Regions from separate parts of the Mus musculus genome. Here all the other regions are linked to region 3. A link is a contact called in public HiChIP or PLAC-seq and Micro-C data. All regions are on one chromosome and are shown on one strand. Each heading gives the region's core, a stretch centred on a gene start, on an enhancer-like site or on the middle of the called end of the contact. The rest is flanking DNA. Distances are from core to core; before and after follow the strand shown.

The links. A called contact is a pair of places that touch in the nucleus more often than the background predicts. HiChIP or PLAC-seq counts read pairs in DNA pulled down with a chosen protein or histone mark.
Region 1: a contact with region 3 is called in an H3K4me3 HiChIP or PLAC-seq map of forebrain, with 4 times the contacts expected there. The contact joins the enhancer-like site here to the promoter of Elf4 in region 3. A contact is called at or near these places in 8 of 39 promoter capture datasets (the C10 cell line, the HPC-7 cell line, cranial neural crest and 5 more), 2 of 115 datasets of contacts at active chromatin or transcription factors (forebrain and pro-B cells) and 2 of 9 other capture datasets (embryonic stem cells and liver).
Region 2: an H3K27ac HiChIP or PLAC-seq map of trophoblast stem cells shows a contact between it and region 3, with 4 times the contacts expected there. The contact joins the enhancer-like site here to the promoter of Elf4 in region 3. A contact is called at or near these places in 22 of 39 promoter capture datasets (the 3T3-L1 cell line, 3T3-L1-derived adipocytes, the C10 cell line and 12 more), 2 of 15 datasets of contacts at CTCF or cohesin (the NIH/3T3 cell line and large pre-B cells), 14 of 484 Hi-C or Micro-C datasets (CD4 T cells, cardiomyocytes, cerebellum and 5 more), 13 of 115 datasets of contacts at active chromatin or transcription factors (the NIH/3T3 cell line, bone marrow-derived macrophages, embryonic fibroblasts and 5 more) and 3 of 9 other capture datasets (adipose tissue, embryonic stem cells and liver).
Region 4: a Micro-C map of embryonic stem cells shows a contact between it and region 3, with 2.2 times the contacts expected there. The contact joins the promoter of Apln here to the promoter of Elf4 in region 3. A contact is called at or near these places in 7 of 39 promoter capture datasets (cranial neural crest, embryonic stem cells, hippocampal neurons and 3 more), 2 of 484 Hi-C or Micro-C datasets (both in embryonic stem cells) and 2 of 115 datasets of contacts at active chromatin or transcription factors (embryonic stem cells and large pre-B cells).
Region 5: a contact with region 3 is called in an H3K4me3 HiChIP or PLAC-seq map of embryonic stem cells, with 4 times the contacts expected there. The contact joins the promoter of Xpnpep2 here to the promoter of Elf4 in region 3. A contact is called at or near these places in 7 of 39 promoter capture datasets (the C10 cell line, cranial neural crest, embryonic stem cells and 2 more), 1 of 484 Hi-C or Micro-C datasets (embryonic stem cells), 5 of 115 datasets of contacts at active chromatin or transcription factors (embryonic stem cells, large pre-B cells, memory CD8 T cells and 1 more) and 3 of 9 other capture datasets (adipose tissue, embryonic stem cells and liver).

What each region holds. Positions count from the first base shown.
Region 1 is chrX:48,015,836-48,018,535 of GRCm38.p6, reverse strand. No RefSeq gene overlaps it. Among named protein-coding and RNA genes, the nearest start is that of Apln, 18 kb to the left of the region's middle. Within about 2 kb of position 1,430, at least 46 of the 459 cell types and tissues checked have an H3K27ac peak or open chromatin away from gene starts, as enhancers often do. A contact at or near this core is called in forebrain, where this site is marked.
Region 2 is chrX:47,997,275-47,999,974 of GRCm38.p6, reverse strand. No RefSeq gene overlaps it. Among named protein-coding and RNA genes, the nearest start is that of Apln, 36 kb to the left of the region's middle. Within about 2 kb of position 1,379, at least 18 of the 459 cell types and tissues checked have an H3K27ac peak or open chromatin away from gene starts, as enhancers often do. A contact at or near this core is called in trophoblast stem cells, where this site is marked.
Region 3 is chrX:48,452,895-48,455,702 of GRCm38.p6, reverse strand. It overlaps Elf4 (E74-like factor 4 (ets domain transcription factor)), which reads left to right and starts at 1,384. Exons shown (of 9, transcript NM_001381876.1): 1 at 1,384-1,831.
Region 4 is chrX:48,033,511-48,036,210 of GRCm38.p6, reverse strand. Apln (apelin) reads left to right here and starts at 1,358. Exons shown (of 3, transcript NM_013912.4): 1 at 1,358-1,772. The coding sequence starts at 1,706.
Region 5 is chrX:48,107,351-48,110,128 of GRCm38.p6, reverse strand. Xpnpep2 (X-prolyl aminopeptidase (aminopeptidase P) 2, membrane-bound) reads right to left here and starts at 1,404. Exons shown (of 21, transcript NM_133213.2): 1 at 935-1,404. The coding sequence starts at 983.

The DNA.
Region 1 (2,700 bases), core at 181-2,680, 440 kb after region 3:
GGTTGTAACAGAAAGGAAGCTGCCATGCCAGCTCTGGAACTTGATAACTGGGTCCCTGCTCATCCTTCACTTCCCTTACTACCCTGTGGAGATGATCCTTGTACCCTTGGGTCTTTAGGCTCAGTGAAGAGATTGAAACTAAAAGCAACCTGAAAAGAAAACCGCTACTACAAGCATGCTCCTGGGGAGTTCAAAGCTCTTGGGGTCAGTACAGGGCCCTGCCCTTGGTGGGACGCCTTCTCTCTCTCTCCAGATGGTACAGGAGGATGCAGAGCTAACAGGCACTTGGTGGGAACTTCAGCCAAACCATCATGTCACAAGGCAAGCCAGTGTTTATTGAGTACTGACGTGCTAGGTGCTATTCTGTGTGCTTTCCTTCTACCATACTGATTGAATCCCCAAGACAACGACACTAGGCAGAAACTCTCACCTCCATTTTTGTGGACGTGAAAAGCAAAGCTCAATGTGCTTAAGCAAATTGCCTATAGTCACACAGTTAGTAAGCTGTGCCAAGATTTAAAGACTGCAGTCTACCTCCAGGACTATGACTGAACCATCTATACAATCCTTGCTGAGCAGTTGCTTTGTCTCTGCTTGCTTACCTCCAGTAATGAGGAGTTCATTACCTCGAAAGGCAGCCTGCTTTGCCAGTGGACTCTTCTGGCAAGTCTACCCAGGTTTTAGTTACTCAGACGTCACAATGATCTAAGTTTCCTAAAGATACAAGTAAGGGAGAGGTTATAGCAGATATTCCTCTTGTTCATCCTCACACAGCAAATCTGAGGATTTCTTTGAGCTCAGAGAAATCTTGATGTCATTTTGGGGGAGGGGCTGACGTTTAGTGATACCTCTCCTCTTATCACAGAATTCCCCCAAGGGACCTAGGCTTCTTTGTTACCCCATGGTCCTGATACAGTGACTGAGAACCAGATAGGGTTGAAGCGGGAAGTAAAAATGGTTCTATCCACCTTGACCTTCTTTTCAGTTGAGGACAGTGGATGATCAGGCCTTGTCTCTAGTTCTAACCCTGAGCATCCACAGCACCGAGTGTATTAATAGATGCTCACTAATGCCAAATGAATGAACGAGCTCCAAGAGTGTGAAGTGCAAGCCCACAGCCTCCTTTCTGGCTGGCCTCAATTTCCTGCAAGAGTTAGTTTTGCATCCTGCATTGAGAGCCTTAAAAGCAGCATTTCCATGGTAACAAAGCATAGACTTGCCACTTTGAAGGGCCAAATTTTTTTCTGTCACACAGAATCTGAGCTTACTCCAGAAAAAAAAAAAAAAGCCCTAAATGCCTCCAGTGTCTGAGTAGCAGGCAACTGTTAGTTGGGAGACCTGAGGAATAGGCACTGCCAAGGGCAGATCCCCCAGAGCATATCTCCTCAGGGAAGTTCTTGGGCCCATCAACAGCGCTGGAGTTTCCATGGTAACAACACTAGGCTAATGGGTTGCCAGGGTGACAGCGCGCTACTGCTAAGATTGCACGGGACTGGACCACACAGGGCCACTGAGTTGAAAAGATGCTAATAACACCTTTCTGAGTCTCTATGACAACAACACTCAAACACCCTGTCAGCTTTGTCCTGAATGCAGATTAGACCCCTACCCTTCACCCTCAGCAAAGAATGCCCTGAAAGGTGGGCCCCCTAGCCCAGTGTGCTTTGGATTGTGCCCCTGCTCTTCCTTTCCAGAGGGAAGGGAAGGGAAGGCCCAGAATTGTTTCCTTCCCTAAGGAAACGAGACTCATTTTGCTTACCTTACTGATTCTCAGACTGCCAGGTTAAAAGAGCCTGGGTCTACAAGAAGGTCTGGGACAGGAACAGGGCTTGGCCCGATAGACGTGGGAGCAAATAGAGCTTTGGCTACCTTCTGGGCCCAGTGCCTCTCACTGCGGCTGTTTTCAGGCTACTTGGGTTCATGTAGTCCAGGAGCAAAGCCAGGAATGCTGGGCCAGACTTTTCAAACTCTTTGCAAAGCCATAGCCCAGATAAATTGTATCAAAGCTCTCGGCATCACCAATTGAGTCTCACTCTTCTTCCTACCAGTGTCCTCCCACCCCAGGCACCCACAATTCTGTGGAACACAATTTGAAAAGTCTCAACTTTGGATCATTTCTAACTTGGATTCTTTGATCCCAGAGACTACTCGGGCTTCTAGGTTTTCTACCTGTTTGTGGAGTTGGTTAAAAAAAAAAAAAAAGGTGTGTGGGGGGAGGGGAGAGAAGCTTCTATTGTGTGGCCAGGCAAAAGCATTTAGGGCAGACTTTCCAGAATTGGCTTCCACACTTGTTACGTGCTAGCCAGTAGTTTAGGACATGCTTTCTGTGTTAGCCATCATGTCTTCTTCAGAACAAGCCATCAAGGCAGGCATGACTGACTCCATTTAATGAAGGACAAAGGAAGCTCAAGGCAGGGAAAAGGGAATCCCGGCGCACCAACCTGGGTGAACATCTCTTCACAAGGGGTGCTACTTATGAGTTCCAGCAGAGAATTCTGTGAGCAATGATGACCTATGACCTCTCTCTGGTGACAATGAGCTGAAACAGGTGGATCCATCCAAGTCATTAGAGACCCCTTACAGCCCCCCCCCCCAAGGCGCCTGTCATTATCCACATGCAACACATTGCCTTGTCAGGGGAAGTATTATCTCTCCACAATGTTGCACAGCTGCAAGCTGTAAAAGGCATATGATCTTGTT
Region 2 (2,700 bases), core at 130-2,629, 460 kb after region 3:
AGCACTCAGAAAATAAGATCTGGAGTTTAAGGCCATCCTTCTACACGGTGAGTTCAAGGTCACCTTGGACTACAGGAGACTTTCCATTTAGAAATAAGTAAGTAAGTAATAATGAAAATAAGTACTGTTCAGAGGGCAAAATGTACTTACATAAAAGGTCAGACTCCAAGTATATGGTTAGGTTGATGTTTTAGTTCTGATGCTAGAGTCAGGCTTAGAATCAAGGTATCCTGCTGACTAGTGAAACAAGGTGATACCCTGACAGTGACCTCATTAGCATTGTCCTGAAAGCAAAAGACATTATTATAATCGTTGAAAGAGTCTGAGATATATACCCCCTTATACATGCACACACATACACTGAGCATTGCAGATACCCCTTTAAATGCTACAGCTCCTAATGAAGAAGTGACTACAGCTTAGAGGCTCATGGGGGACATGTGTGCCACCGCTGTTTTCCCAGTGAATATACACAGACTAGTAAACTGAGAAGGCAGGCAGAGAGCAAGGTGCTTGTCTTTGCAGCTCTCTGCCTGTCCCTTCCATATATAGGGAATGGGGTCCTTCAGCTTGGTGACTTCTAAAGCTCAGGGGTGAAGTTTGCCTTTGGGCACAGCCTCTTATGCCAAGCCCTCATCCAAAAGTCCACAAAGGAAAAAGATCCACCTAGGCCATGCCAGGCCACTGTAGAAGGCCGTGTGTATACAAAAGTATGGAGCCTGGCTCCTGGTGGCTGCCCTACCCCTTCTCATCTTTGTTCAGGAAGTCACTTTCTTGGTAACATCTTTTCTGACCACCATATTTAAAACGGCTCCCCTTCCAAGTCTCCTTCCATGTTTAACTTTTCTCCAGTGATGTTTATCACCAAGAGGCATTTCTTAGTCTTCTGCCCCTCTCTGCTGCACCACGCACACCACAGGAGCATAGGACTCTAGGCTGTTGGATTCATGGCTAGAATCTCGGGACCAAGAACTTTACCTGGCCCACAGCTGGCCCTCAGGAAGGAGTTGCTGCGTGGGTGAGGTCATGGCTTCAGCTGTTTGTGAGCTGTGCATAATGCTGTTTCACACTGTAGCATTCCTTGGCTATTCTTCAGGGAGAGGCGTGGGGTGTAGGAGCAGCCTCTATAGAGTCCACTAGGCTGGCGAATATGAGATCCTAGCTTCAAGTCGAGACAAAGTCCTGCATACATGACTTCCCTGCTGAGATCTATGTGTGTGGAGAAGGGCTGGGGTTCAAAAGTTTTCATCACGTACGAAACGGATGCCAAAACGCAGCAGTATCGGGGCCATTGTTTGTTTACCACAACTGTCAGCAGACAGGATCTAAACTGCAGGAGGAGTTGATGTAGCACTTCCTAAGCAACCTGGCTCAACAATAACCACAACAGAAACAGGGGAATTCCCCAGGTTAGTGACTAATAATAGCTCACTTCGCACTAGCCAGCTGTGTGACCTCGGGCAAGTTCTCTGACCTCTCTGAGCTTCAGTAGTCTCATATGTAAAAAGTAGGCTTCTGAGACTAAGATGAATTGATAGAAGGAAGGTGTCTGGAACAAGGCATAGTACATGGCAAGCAGTATATAAAGATTACTGTTTGTGTTGTTCTTTGTAGATCATAAGTGTCTCAAGAGATGATCTATAATCCCATATGGCTAGCACAAAATACGTAAGCTGAGGGAGGAGACCGCGATGTTATTGTAGACAGTCAGATCACAATGAGATGGCCTGAGACTCTTCTCACTATGAGGAAACCTGAAAGATGAAATGATCCAGCCTGCAAAGTCCTGAGGGAAGAACTTTCCAGGCACAAGAAACATCAAGTGCAGAAGCCCAGAGGCATCAAAGGGCTTGGGGCTTTCCTGGAATGGAACAGAGGCCATTGCTCCTGGGTGGCTGAAGGGCCATCCTCTGGGAGCAGCAGGTATGAACTGATCCCACAGAAGGGAGAATGTACAGGGGCCATGAGCACAAGGGTGGCCTCATCGTACTGAGACCATTCCCTATAGCAACTTGTCATATCACACTGCACAATCATCCACGATCCATATCTTGTCAGGAGAAAGATGTGACCCCGCCCCCCCCATCATCCATTTCCCTGAGTTTTAGACATCTCAGAGCAGCAAAGAGTGTCCATCTTAGATTTTGTCACTTTAGACTTTGCACTCATTCACACAAAAGCTGAGCTTCCGGTTTTTGTTTGCTCATTCTTTTTTCCCTCCTAAAGTTCCGATTTCTGGTAGCCTAGGCCAGCCTTGAACTTGATTGATATGTGGGAGAGGAGAGGATGAATTTGAACTCCTGATCCTTTTGTCCCCACCTCCTGAGTGCTGGGATTACAGTGTGTGCCTTCCTGTCTGGCTGGGGCTGGGCTTTGCGACGGACAGTAAGCTTGCTATGCTGCCTCCGAAGGCCCCTCAGAAAGCCAAGCTCCCGAGTTGAAGAGAACAAGCTTTCCAGTCTGTCTGAAACCACACTGGGCAGCTGGACAAGCTGGGCAGCTCCCATGGTAGGCAGGTTCCCCAGGAGTCCCCATGGCACAAGTGTCTACAATGGATATGCAGGGGTGAATAATGCCAAGCCATGTTGGACACCCTGGCTGCTTTATTTATTTGTTTGTTTGTTTGTTTATTTTGGAACCAGTCTTACTTACTATGTAGTTCAGACTGGCCTTGAATTTACAATCCTTCTGACTCACCCT
Region 3 (2,808 bases), core at 135-2,634:
TTGTACCCACTTTGGCCTTGGTGAGCTTCGAAGCTGTCTGAGACCTGCCCCAAACTAGAAAGGAGAGCCTCAGAGGCTGGAGTCCAACAGAAAGCTGTGTTTTTCCAGAATCTAGACTCTCCTAAAGAGAATGTGCTCACTTGTAAAAGAAAAAGAAGTGGAAATTTGCTCTTGGTCCTTGCTTCCAGGACTTGTCTGTCTATGAGTAACAAGGAGGTTTCAGGAGCCAGGACCCTAGTGCAGCCTCTAGATCTTTTACTGTTAACCTGTGATCCACACCCGTTTTTGATGATGCCACCCACTACCCAAGCCCTGAGCCAGGATCATCTTTTCCAAAGCTGATGAAGCAGGCTTTTGGAGGTGGTTGAGTAGATCCTGACCTGAAGCCCCTTTGGCCATCTCTCAAAGGGCCCTCCTCCCCCGGAGCTCCCCACCCCCAGCGGCTTTCTGCCAAGGTCATGTCTCTCTGCTTTCCCACCACGCCCCGCCCCCTGCGTGCCTCTCCCGCAGCCCTCCCCACCCTCGCTTTAGTCAGCATAGAGCTGTGAGAAATGACAATTTCCAGAAGACACCTTCCCAGGACCTTAGCTGTGGTACCAGATGGGGACTGGTGTGGATACGGAGAAAAAGTGCAAATGGGTTGAAGTGGGCAGCTCAAGGACAGCCATTGCTTGACTTTATATCGAAAATGTGGGGTGTAGGCTCTCTCCCTGAACCCCAGTTCTGGCTGACTGTACACCTGCTGTGTTGGCCCCCCCAAGCGGTCAGACTTTCCTGCAACTCTCTGGTCACACCAATCCAGGAAATCTCTGTTCAGAGACTCCAAGGGGTGGGGTGGGGTGGGGGTGGGGTGGACATTGTTTGCAAAATGTACCCTCTGTCCATCTCTTCCCATCATTGCTAAGCTGCCTGGTTGCCACAGTGCATGCTTGGTACTGTGGAGTGCTGGTGTGGTGGGGGGCAGCCGAGGTAGCAAGCCATCGGAGTACCGCCTTCCAGAATCCCCAGGATAGCTCCACGGGATATTGTGTGGGACTTCCCGCCGAGAAGCGCCCAGTCAGAGCCGAGGGCCCCGGGCCCCGCCAATTATGAGTAGAGTGTGGGAGGGGGGTGCTCGCTAGGGAAGCAGCTCGTGCGACGTGAGCTCGGGAGGGGCTCTGCCTTCTCTGACCTCTCCGCGGAGGTGGGGGGCCGCGAGGCTCGCGGGGCAGGAGAGCCTGCGCGGGCCCCTGGCAAGGCTCCCCCTGCCGTGCTGGCGACCGTGGCGGGGTTGGGGTGGAGGGGCGCTGTTTCCACCCCGGTGCCTGGTTCCTCCCAGCCTCCCTTCTCCACCCCGCCCGCTAGCCCGTGGTCCCTCCCGTCGGTCCCTCCCTCCCGCTCTTCAGTCCCTCCTCGCCCTGCCTCCTGCGCGCCCAGCCCAGCCTCCGCCCGCGGGGACGTGTGTGAGTGTGTCTGTGTGTGAGTGTGTCTGTGTGTGTGTGTGTGCGTGCGTGCGCGCGTGTGTGCTGTGTGTGTCTCCAGTGCGATTTCCCCTTTCTCTCGCTAGCCTCGGCGCAGCTCTCCAGCGGCTCGCGCCCCCCTCCTCATCAGCGGGTGCCCCCCGCCGCCCTTCCCTCGGCGCGGCCTCCCGGGAACCTCGGGACTCCCGTCGCACTGCCGGCACCCTGGTTCCTCTTCATCCGGGGCGCCGCCGTCTCACCTGGGGCTCGCATCTCGCTCGCCCTCCAACTTTGCCATTGGCGGCGGCGGCGGCGGCGGCGGGACGTGTGGGAGAAGCCCAGCGCCTCGCCCGGCCGCCCGCCCGCCCGGACCAGCCTGCCCCGGCGCCGAGGTGAGTCACGGGCGCGGGCCGGCGGGGGCAGGCGGGCCCCGAGGAGAGCAGGAGGGCGGGCGGGAGGGCGGGCGGCCCCCGGCGGCCGCGAGGACGGACCCGGCGCTGCGCTCAGCCGCCACTTCTCCTTTCCGCGGCGCCCAGCTCCCGGCGCCGCCGGCCGGGGCCCCGATTTCGAGGTGGGGGGAGGAGAAGGCGGTCCGGCGGCCCTTGGGGACCCGTGTCTCGGGCTCTGAGACGGCGAGGGGACCACCCGCCGACCGAGATCCGAAGAGCCTGGGTCACCAGACCCGCCCGGGCGACCGGAGGAGCGCCGGACCTCAGGTACGTCGATGGCGCCGCTTCTTGGGACGCGGGGCGAGAGCTCGAAAAGTTTGCCCGCGTGGGGCATCAAGGGTGGTGGAGACCAGGAAGGGTGCGTGTGTCTCAGCCTGGGAACTGTGAGGAGTCTGAGCTCCAGAGGTCACAAGCAGAAGTGAGCGGCGGCGGCGGCGGTGGTGGCGGCGGCGGGCGGGAAGGCGCTTTCGGTCAGCCCCGGCCAGCTTAGCCTCAGTGGAGAGGCCGTTAGTGACTGCGGCGCCGCCCCCACCCCGTGCCGATCGGCGATCGCAACGCCGCTGGGCAGGAGGCTCTGCGGACTCAGGCGACTCCGACCAGGTTGAACCAGTGGCCCCTAGGGCTTCCACAGCCAGACACTGGAGACACGCACACTCACAGTCGCGATCACACACACACACACACACACACACACACACACACACACACGCCCGCCAGCCCGCCCGTTCGCACGTAAACCTACGACTTGGAGACCTGAACTGCCAAAATAGAGACCTCTTGGCAGGGGCTGGAGTTTCCGTGTCAGCCAGCCGCCAGGCTTCCCGCTCCCGTGTTCCCGCTCTCCACGGCTCTCCCGCCTCTTGGCTTCCTCCCCTGCTACTTCGGAGGGGACCCAACAACCGCACAGCGCAAAGCTCCCC
Region 4 (2,700 bases), core at 109-2,608, 420 kb after region 3:
TGGAGCTGCATATATATATATATAAAAGGTCACTTTCTTGTGGACAGTTTTGGCAGAGAGACTGATAAATGTATGTATTGGAACGTTGTAACATTTCAAAGATATTTCATACTAATATAGCATACCATTTCACATCTTCTGCGGTACAGAGAAACCCTGTCCAATGTACCTTTTGTGTACATTTGGATGTACACATGGAGCAAACTGCCTGGCTTGCTGCAAGGTGGGAACACCTTTTGATTTAGTCTTTTAATATGTGTTGAGTGCCACCTATGTGCAGAGAATGATATTGGGGACTTTGGAGAGACCTGGAAGATTGGGACCGTTAGGGTCCTGTCTTAAAGAGTTCCCAATCTGGTGCATTTCTTTGGGGGAATCCCAGGCTGTAAAAGGAGCTAAGCATCTAGAGTAGAAAGGCAAATGACTCCAGGCCCTCTTATAATAGGGAATCCCAGTTGAGTGTAAAAGAAATCCAGCTGAGTTTGGAAGGAGCTGGGAGGATCCTCCCTACAACGAGACAAAACTAAGTTGGGGTCAGCTCCAAGCAGCAAGAAGGGGAACATGGTAGAACCTGCAGAATGCCTCCCCACAGTAAAGAGGAACCAGGGGGTAGCATCTCAGGTTGGGCAGGGACAGAACGGTGGCCTTTAGATTGGGTGGGATATTGAGGTTTTGCTGTATGCATAAAGAGCTTGGTCACCGAGCCCACCAGTCCAGGTAGAAGGTACTCGCTAGGGGACAGCAGGAGATATGAATGGTGGTTACCTAAGTTTTATGCACAACCTAGGCAATCACCCCCAATTCTAATTCAGTTGAAGATGCAGAGGAAAAAGGCGGAGTAGGGGAGGTCTTGAGCAAACCCATACTTGCGAATGCAGTGTCAAGGAAAGAAAAAAAAACATAGTTAGATTCGGAAATGGAGGGAGGGTGTTGTGGGCAGCCCAAATAGGGTCCTTCTGCAAACGCCCAGGTATCCTGACAGCTGTTAAGGAAACCCAGGTGAGAAAGGGTTAAGAGTGCCCCTCACTGTTTCAAATGGTTTACGTGTTTGAAATCCTTCAGGTCTCTACAAACCCTCTGGACCCCGGCCAGGCAGGCATTGTCCGGGGAGCAGTTGTGGGTTGTCCGAGCAGCCGCTCGGCCTTTGTTGTGGGGCCACCTCTGGGTTCTCTCTCGCGCCCTGGATAGGGCTGCAGCATGCTTCCCGGGAGGGGGGCGGTGCGGGAGGCTCACTCCCTCTCCCTCTTCCTGCCTCTCTTCCCCCCCCCCCCAACCCCCCCGCCTCCTAATGACCACATGACCAAGTGGGCTCGCGGCCAAACCACAAGCTACAAAATGCAGACCCCGAAGTGAGCAGGGAAGCATTCTCTCTAACAGCCTGGACCAACGGGTAGTTGGGAGTCGCGGGCAGAGCAGCGTCAGCCACTTAGAGAGTTTTTGCCGCCGACCCGAAGCCACCAAGGCCAGCTTCGCGGCGCTGCCCCGCGGCGGCAGAGAAGGCTGCACCAAGAGCAGAGGCAGCGAGCAGGAGTGGGGCAGGCAGCCAGCGGTGCGGCTGGGGCGCTCACCCTCCCGCGGTCCGGGAGCCACGCGAGCTCCGTGCCCGCACGCGCCAGCCCCGGCTCGCGCCTTTCTTTGCGTCCGGGTGCCCTGCCTCTCCGCCCACTCGCCGGCTCCTCTGGGCTGCCGCGGACCGAGTTGCAGCATGAATCTGAGGCTCTGCGTGCAGGCGCTGCTGCTGCTCTGGCTCTCCTTGACTGCAGTTTGTGGAGGTGAGTGCGTGCCCTCCTGCTCGCTTGGGGCTCTCCCGAGGTGCAGCCTGCGCGGTCCTCTCTTTCCGCCCCACGCGCGCTCTTCCCGCCTCCAGGGAAACATGGTGCGAGCCTTGCAGGAGCAGCCACGCGCCAGCCACACCGGGAGGCCTATTGACAGGGCATCTGGGGCCACGGGGCGACATGCCATGTAGGCTTTGCTTCCTAGGACAGCGCGCGCGGGAGGGGGGGGTGTTTCATGATTACCTTGCATATCACCACTTAGCCCCCAGCCCCATGCCCCTCGTAGTTTAAAGTACTTAGGACCACAAACTTACACCTTATGTCCTGCACCCTGCACCCCAAGTGGGGGTGGGGGGAGAGGATGGCGGTATGTCCAGCTCACCTCGTGAATCAGTGGAGGTGGCTGACCTGAGCTGAGTGGGGTCAGGACTCCATGTTGAAGGTCTCTGGGTCTTAGAGTTTAGGGGCCGCTGGCCAGTCCAGGGGCTCAAGCTACTGGAGATGATGTGCCAACATGTAGACGTGACACTTGTTGCATAGTCAGGAGCACGCTGCGGGAGCGGGGGCGGGGGCGACCGCAGTGGCTAGTGGATCCCAGCTGTTGCTCCTTTAGCCTATGTGTAAGCAGAGGCAGCGTCCTTAAGGCAGATCTGGACTGGACAGAGCCAGGCTTATCTTCTGTACTCCAAGGTCCTGGATGATTTTGTTCTCTGCTCCATTGTGGGACACCTGGCCCCACAGCGTTCATCTCTCCGGAGACTTGCTTCTTCTTTATTCTGGCTTCCCCTTCCACTCTTGTCTCAGGTATAACTTCGGTCCCCAGTCTCCCGGTACCAAAACCCAGGAAACACAGGAACTTGATCTGATAACCTCGGTGCAGCTCTGGGAAACGGAATCCCTTCACCTCTACCTGTATTAACCCCCT
Region 5 (2,778 bases), core at 155-2,654, 350 kb after region 3:
ACCCATACTGTTCATCTAAGAAAATGCACTCCCAATTCTGGCGGAGCAGCTCTCCAGCAAAATAGCAGTGCTAACATGCCAACATAGGAAGTGAGACCTAGCCAATCCACGTTCATCTGAATACCAGCCAGGGTCTATCATTCTCTCTGTTTTCTTTGGTACAGGGTGGTACCAACGAGATAACTGGATGCTGAATTAATCAACAGGTCCTGCTGTCAGAGGACAAAGAGAAATATTTTCCTAGGACCAGGGATAGTGATGGGAAGCTGAACTGGGTACTTATTTGGAAACAAACAGGCCACAGGTTATGTCACATCTCCCCTTGATCTCTTTTCTTGACAAAACCTCAACATTGACCTATTGTACCTGCCCTGTCCTGCCAGGTCTTTATTGTCCTAGCAAGAATTCTGCTAAGTCAGTTTAGAGAAAACTTCCACCCTTCAATATCTGATCACCTTCAAGATCAGATCAGAGTCTTTATTCCCCACCCCTTAGTACCTCATCACCTTGGCCAGCCTTCAGTAAGAATCCTGTTAAGTCAGTTTAGCAAGAATACGCCATCCTTGGACCTCAAGGATTCCTCTTAGTAACTTTCTGGCAGCAAGCCCTCCAGTACTCACTAGTTCTACATCCCTAACAGACTGTGTTGTGTGTGTGTTCCACCTGGCTCCCTTCTGCAAGGCCTTTCGTGCAGTCATTTTTAAAAAGCCATCAACCTCACAAGTGACGCAATCACTTTGTCTGGGCATGGAAAGGGGCCAAACTAGATTTGATCCAAGTCATGAAGGCCCCACCAGGGGCCTTTTCTGCAAGATAAAGTGACAAAGAGAAAAAAAGATAACCTGGGTCCTAGCCCTTACTCCAAACTTTTCTGAGCCTGGAGAGAGAGAGAGAGATCAGAGCTGCCTGCTGGGAGTGGCTGGGGTGCACATACCACAGAGGAGAACAAGCCAGGGGTAGCACTGCCAGTAGGCTTGGGCCATTGGGTCTCCAGATGCAGGCGACGAGTAGATCAAGGGACTGGAGAGAGGGTTGGGTTGTTTGGTGGCCTCTTCTTCCAGGCCTTTCCTGGGCAGAAGCAAATAAGGTTGATGGCTGTGTCTCGATGTTAGATGAGGATCCTTCTGTAATCTTTTGTTTCAGGAAGTCTGGGAAGCCACCGTGGAGAGTGTGCCTCGGGCTGCCCAAGCAACCTGTGCTGGTTTCTTGTGGCTTAGGGTAGGTAGGGTGTGAGCCTGCCCCTGGGCAGAGTCCAAAGATCTCTGAGATGGACGAGCAACAGCTGGTCTCAATCACCCAGCCTCTCCCAGCCCCCCTCTTCAGCAGCTCTACCCTAGCAGTTTCTGAATTCTGTTCCCCACCCTCCAGCAAGCTGTTTCCTATTAGCTCACATCAGGCACTGGTGCAGCCCTGCTTTTGCTTTGGGATAGATATTTGCTCCTACTTCTATTCCTCCTCTAAGCCCTCCTGTGTCAAAAAAAAAAAAGCCAGTGAATGAGTGTATGAGTGTTCTCCCACTCCCACACCCAGATCAGGAATGTTGATTGCAACTGGGGAGAGGGGTTACTGTCTTACAACTGGTAACTGAGTTACAATTGGTGGCATGACTTTCCCCACTAGTCCATCCTAAAATATACCAGCAGACCTTCCCTGGGGATCCCCCAGTGCCATTCAGCTGCATGTTCTGGGCTTTGCAAAGCCTAAGCTGCTTAGGGGCCTTGATATCTGGAATGCCTTTGAAGGCCCAAATATCTGCAGGGACCAGGGGATGCAGCTGAAGTTAGAATACCCCAAAGGAGGAGTCTGAGGGGTCTGAGAAGACAGCAAACTGGAAATACTCTTGACATAGCTTCCCGAACAGAACTCACTGGGAGGGAAGCAGAAAGCTGAAAAGCAGAAATCATGTGTGTGTGTGTGTGTGTGTGTGTGTGTGTGTGTGTGTGTGTGCTGGCAGGCACATGCACTCACCCCCTGTACTCTGTCCCATCAGGGAGTGTCACGCCACACTGATTCTAAGACAGCTCCAAGGAAAGGCTCTCTAGAACCTCTGGGGTCCTGTGAGCCCAGAAAGAAATTCTTCCAAGTAACAATGATTCATTTCAATAAGGGGTTTTGTAGCAAAAGATCAGCCCAGCCATGTGGTGGTGGCACACACCTTTAATCCCAGCATTTGGGAGTCAGAGGCAGGCAGATTTCTGAGTTCAAGGTCAGCCTGCTCTACAAAGTGAGTTCCAGGATAGCCAGGACTACAAAGAGAAACCCTGTCTCAAAAAAACCAAACCAAAACAAACCAAACCAAAACAAAACAAAACAAAAAAACCAGCCCAGTCTAGTCTTGATTTTATAATCCTCCTGCCTCAGCCTCCTGGCTACTAGGGTTACAGGCATTGACCATCATGTCTAGCTTTGACTTTATTTCTAATGTAACCATAATAAATTGTTGGTGGCTTTCAACAATCCATTTAAGAATGATGAAGCATTCATTCCTACGGGAGATTTGGGGGGGGGGGTTCGTGAAGTCCCACCCTTCTCTGAGGTAACTGATTGCCTTTAAGAGAGGGAGAGTCTGTTTTCAGATATGTGCTCCTAAGAGGCTTTCCGTGCTCCAGTGGGTATTCCCACACCCACTAACTGGACTCAGAGTATTTAAAAAAAAAAAAGGTGCAGTATGTTGGGAGGGGAAAAAGGTACATGGGATAGTAGAGGAGTTGGAGTGGAAAGAATAGGGGTGCTTTGATCAAAATACATTTTATGTGTGTATGAAATTATCAAGCAATA